Regions from separate parts of the Sus scrofa genome. Here region 1 is linked to region 2. A link is a contact called in public HiChIP or PLAC-seq data. All regions are on one chromosome and are shown on one strand. The core of a region is the stretch at or near the end of the contact, and the rest is flanking DNA. Distances in the headings are between cores, read along the strand shown. Region 1 holds the start of HK3 (hexokinase-3). Region 2 holds the start of UIMC1 (ubiquitin interaction motif containing 1).

Region 1 (2,700 bases), core at 151-2,650, 150 kb after region 2:
CAGCAGTTAACCATCCTGACTAGTATGCATGAGGATGCAGGTTCAATTCCTGGCCTCACTCAGTGGGTTAAGGATCCGGTGTTGCTGTGAGCTGTGGTGTAGGTTGCAGATGCAGCTCCGATTTGGCCCCGAGCCTGGGAACTTCATATGTCGCAGGTGCGGGCCTAAAAGAAACACACCCCTCCCAAAAAAAACCAGACTGAGTGGCTTTTAAACCACAGAAAAAAACAAGAATATGACTCACTGTTCCAGAGGCTGGACGTCTGAGGTCAGGTTGCCAGCATGGTCAGATGAAGGCCCTCTTCCAGGTTGCATATCACCAACTTCTTAGATCTTTACATGGCAGAAGAGGCAATGGAACTCTCTGGGGCCTCTGATGAGGGCATGAATCCCATTCATTAGGGCTCCACCCTTATGACCTAATCACCTCCCCAAGACCCCACTTTCTTGGACACTAGGTTTTCAACATAAGAATTGGGTCAGAGGGAACAAAAATATTTAGAACATAGCAGTGGGCACAGTGATAGCCCAACATTCTGTGCATTCAAGAAGACTAGTTCAGGAGTTCCTCTCATGGCACAGTGGAAATGAATCTGACTAGGATCCATGAGGATGCAGATTTGATCCCTGGCCTCACTTGGTGGGTTAAGGATCTGGCGTTGCTGTGAGCCGTGGTGTAGGCTGGTGGCTACAGCTCTGATTCGACCCCTAGCCTGGAACCTTTATATACCATGGGTGCAGCCTTAAAAAGCAAAAAAAAAAAAAAAAAAAAAAGGCTAGTTCAGAGAAAACCAGTTTGGTGGCCAACAACACCACTGCAGCCTTGAGACTCTTCTTCCCCTTCTAGTAGAGAAGCCCCACAGTGTGAACCTATTCCCCTCGCTTGGCCTACAGACTAAAGGCTGGACTCCCACAGACTGGCTGCCACCTTGCCCATCATATATCTTCATCTACATGTATCCTCTTTGAAGTCCTTGGGGCTGTATCCCCTGGCCTACACCACAGCTCACAGCAACGCCAGATCCTTAACCCACCAAGGATCCCCATCCATGGAAGTGCTGTGCTCCATGATTTTGTATATGCTCTTTGACAATGACCACCTCTGCCAGCATACTGCCATTCTTCCTTCAGGGCTTAGTTTCATCAACTTGCCCTGCCCATTCTAGGGTAGAGTTAGTCTCTTCCTCTTGTGTTCCCACATTGCCTTGCGTTTATTTATTTATTTATTTACTGCCTTTATGCCTTTTCTAGGGCCATTTCCCACGGCATATGGAAGTTCCCAGGCTAGGGGTCTAATCAGAGCTGTAGCCACCAGCCTACGCCAGAGCCACAGCAACTCGGGATCCGAGCCAAGTCTGTGACCTACAGCACGGCTCACGGCAACGCCGGATCCTTAACCCACTGAGCAAGGCAGGGATCGAACCGCAACCTCATGCTTCCTAGTCAGATTTGTTAACCACTGCGCCACAATGGGAACTCCTGCTTTGTGTTCTTTTAGTAAGTCCTTCCACATTTTGCAGAATTGCCCTTTGGACTATTATTTCCCAGGTTAAGCTCCTCTAGCTCCTTTCCAGGGGTGAGCCACCACCTCAAAACTCAGACTCTTGAGTGTTTGTAAAGTGAGTGGAGCACCCAGCATTGCAGAGAGGATATACCAGAGTTCTTGACCCAGTTCAGGAGTGCCAACTTCCTGTGGTTGTCTTGCTTAAGATGGCCCTGCCTTACCCGGCCTCCCTTACGGCAGATTCAGAGGGAAGTGCACCTTCCTGAATTAATTGGTGTCAAGAAAGAGGGTGGGGCTTGTTAACGTTATAACTCATATCGCTCGTGAGTTTCACTTTTGACTGCATACCAGTTCAGTGGGACACCTCATATTGAGAGAAAAGCCCAGATCCAAGGAGAGTGACCAACTGGTGTTTCTCCCAGGTAAGAGCCTCCTCTGATTCCTGCCTGTCTCCGCTCCAGCCCCTTGCCCTCATCTCTCCCGCTTAGTCCATCCTGGATGAGTGGAGGCTGAAAAAACTAAGCTGGCTGGTCCTCCATTGGTGGTTCCCATCCTTGGCAGAGTGCCCTGGTATACCTTTCAGAAGGAAGGGTCATTCTATGTAGCTGACTGAGCTGAATTAAGCCAAGAGGCCACAGTATTCAAATGTGTAGACCTGGGCTGAGTTCTGAGGATCTAGTGATATGAGATGTCCCTCCTCAAGGGCGCTCTTAGTTGGAAGAGACAGACATGAATACACTTATGGGGAGTGTAAGCCCTAGGGTTACATGAAGGAAGCTTCACAGTCTCTGGCTTGTAGAAGTGCTGAATAAAAGTCAAATAGAAGGAGGGAATGAATAAAAGAGTGAATGAATGATTGAGCTAGCTGGGCTTGGAAAAGAGTGAAATCTCACTATGCGTGTAGCCCTTGGCCCTTTTCATAAGTAATTGGCTCAGTTACCCTATTTTATTCTCAAAACAGACCTCTACCATATGTGGAACATATGTTTGACAGATATGGAAACTGAGTGTAGGTATATGTGACTTTGGGGGGATTTGTTAGAAACTGATTTCTCGGTTCTCTGAATAAGAAAAAAAAACTCCCCACCTCTCAGTTTTTCAAAGCTATATTAGCACCTACTTATGCTAAGCCCTGTGCTGGGCATTGAAGAAGCAGAGATGACTCAGACACAGCAATTCCAGGGAAGGCTGTGAAC
Region 2 (2,730 bases), core at 82-2,581:
GACTGGACTAAGAAATATTCATCAGGGTATAGGTCTGCATACCACTCCAAATTTAAACATCTTCCTAGACAAAAATTCCATTTATCCCAGGGCAATCAGTTCACAAGCAACATATTTACTTTCCAAAATTAGTCTGCTCAGCAAGTAAACAAGCCTTTAGAGAAATCTGATTTCCCTGCAGATTACCTGACAGGATTAGCACAAAGGCCCAGTTTGTGTACTTCTGGGTTAGTTAAGCAGATAGCTCTGCTGACTGTGAAGGGTGTCACATAGCAGGGTCAGGGCAGCTTTTTCCATCCTCCTTTTTCTACTCCATCTTACTCAGTGCCAAGTCAACCTGGGAAGCTTCAGTCCAGAAGTGGCCCCCTGGGTAGCCTTGTGTATCCTGTTCTCCACAACACTGGGATACAAAGAAGCTGGAGTCAAAGTATATCCTGGTCAGGTTCTCAGGCTCCTGGCCCACATCTCTGAAAAGGGACCCAGCTGGTGGAGACAAGAGATATCAAGAAGCAGGGGGTAGGCCAGGGCTCGGTCACCAAGTCCAGGAAGGACAATGGTGTAAGGCCTTCTAGGGCCCTCGGAAGTGTAGGGCATGAGAAGGGAGGCAAGAGACACTAGGACCGGGAAACCTGGAGATTGGTATAGTGAAAGGGCTAAGAGTCTGGCCAGGCGAGGAAGGTTCTGCAGATCTGAGACGGTGATGACGGCACGCCCAGATGATTCCAGTCCTGGAGTTTAGGAAGATATGCGCTCTGGTGCATGAAGAAGGCGGGGGAAAGAATCCCACGCCCGAGCATGAAAAGGCCCTTGATCATTTGCACGCGATTCTTGGGGTGCCGCGGTCTCGATTTTCAGTGGAGCTACCCACGGCGCTCGGGCCCAGGTGGGGTGCACGAGTCAAGGGAGTCCCGGGGCGCGTCGCGCAAGGGGACAGGTCGGGCGCCAGGGGGTGTGACCGTAGACCCGGGGGCTGATCCGCATTCTCGCCCCGCGCTTCCGCCACTCCCGAGGAAATGAACAGGCGGGCGAGGGGATTCCTGCCTCTGAGACCCCCGGACTCACCTGCCTCCCTCCCCACTGGTTGGGCCCCGGACACTGCTTCCCAGAGGCGGCGCGCCCTCTCGCGGTCGAAGCGCAGCGCATCCAGCTCCCGGCCCTCCCGCTCCTCCGAGCTGTTGTATAGCTGGGCCACGCCGCTGTCCGCTGCTTCCACTGAGCCCAACGCGGGATACTCCATCTTCCCCGCAAGCTCTAACCTGCCGATAGCCGCTCAGGAACGTGGGTCTCGCGAGATGTGGGTGGGAGGGTGACTTTGCCCGGCCTACAAATCTCGCGAGGTTTGGGCACCGCAGACTACGTTACAGTGCGGGAGAGCGGCTACCTTTTCAACGCTGCTGCTCGGACATCGGAGGTTGTGAGTGGAGTTGGTCGCGGCTTCCACGGCAGCCCCCTCCCTCCGGGACAGGCTCGTGCAGTCCTTGGCTCAGGTTTCTCACATTGCTCACGGTCAGCTTTTGACACTTCTCGTTTCATACTCATGAAAGCCCTGTTATGTGGGAATATATTTGTTTCACTAGTAGGGAAACTGAGGCCCAGAACTTAAAAATGGCTTACTCAAGAGTTCGTTCCTAGTAAGTGGTAGAGCTGGTTGTCCATTTCCATGATTCGATTACTATTAATATTACATACCATTTGAGTTCCAGGTACTAACCCCCAGCCTAGTCTTCCTGCTAAACTGTACTCCAACGTAACTGTCACAAGCTGAAATTTATTCCAACCGCTGCGTCTGCTCCTTCTTCAGTCTTTCCGAGCACTCTCTCGCGCGACAATTATTTTAGCATCCTCACCGGCCCTTTCGTTTATCCCTCAGGTATTCTCCCAAAACAGCAGCGCCAGAGATCCTCTTTTATTTTATTTATTTATTTATTTTTGTCTTTTAGGGCCACACCTGCTGCATATGGAAGTTCCGGGGTTAGGGGTTGAATCAGAGCTGCAGCTGCAGCTGCTGACCTACGCCACAGCAACTCAGGATCTGAGCCGCTTGTGCGACCAACGCCGCAGCTCACAGCAACACTCGATCCTTAACCCACTGAGCGAGGCCAGGGATCAAATCCGCATCTTCATGGATCCTGATCAGGTTCTTTTTCGCTGAGCTACATGGGGAACTCTCAGAGATCCTCTTTTAACAAGCCACATGGTGGCACCCCGGCGCTGAAATTCTCCAAAACCTTCCTATCTTACTCTTTGTAAAAGTCGAAGTCCTTGGTTTAGCCAGTAAGGCCTATACAGTATGACTTCTCTTAACCTCCCTGACCTCATCTCCTGTTGTGTTAGCTTCCAGCCCCTTCATTCCTGTCCCAGTTATCCTGGCCTTTTCCCCATATAGCCTTGTGGCTCTTCTCTTTATTTCCTTCTCTGGCTGTCCTAGCTGAAATTTTGCCCCTCCACATACACTTCATATCCTCCTTTCCTGCTTTTTTTTTTTCTCCTTAACACTGACTGTTATCAGATATGGTATTGTTTTAATCTTGTTTATTGTTTCCCCACTAGAAGGCATGCCCCAGGAGAGCAGAGATTTTTGTTTATTTTGCTCTCAGCTGAATCCCCAGCATCTTGAAATAGAGCCTGAATCTTCATAGGTACATAGTATATATTTTTTCAATAGTGAAACTTTTGATATAAAGTTATTTCAAATGCTTATTGAGAATTTACTATGAGCTAGATGTTGTT

Evidence for each region. HiChIP or PLAC-seq counts read pairs in DNA pulled down with a chosen protein or histone mark.
Region 1: a contact with region 2 is called in an H3K27ac HiChIP or PLAC-seq map of alveolar macrophages. The contact joins the promoter of HK3 here to the promoter of UIMC1 in region 2. A contact is called at or near these places in 2 of 47 Hi-C or Micro-C datasets (embryonic fibroblasts and epiblast stem cells) and 1 of 2 datasets of contacts at active chromatin or transcription factors (alveolar macrophages).

What each region holds. Positions count from the first base shown.
Region 1 is chr2:81,041,001-81,043,700 of Sscrofa11.1, forward strand. It overlaps HK3 (hexokinase-3), which reads left to right and starts at 1,401. Exons shown (of 18, transcript XM_021084411.1): 1 at 1,401-1,926.
Region 2 is chr2:80,894,300-80,897,029 of Sscrofa11.1, forward strand. It overlaps UIMC1 (ubiquitin interaction motif containing 1), which reads left to right and starts at 1,332. Exons shown (of 15, transcript NM_001097447.2): 1 at 1,332-1,506. It overlaps ZNF346 (zinc finger protein 346), which reads right to left and starts at 1,278. Exons shown (of 7, transcript NM_001244480.1): 1 at 1,063-1,278. The coding sequence starts at 1,237.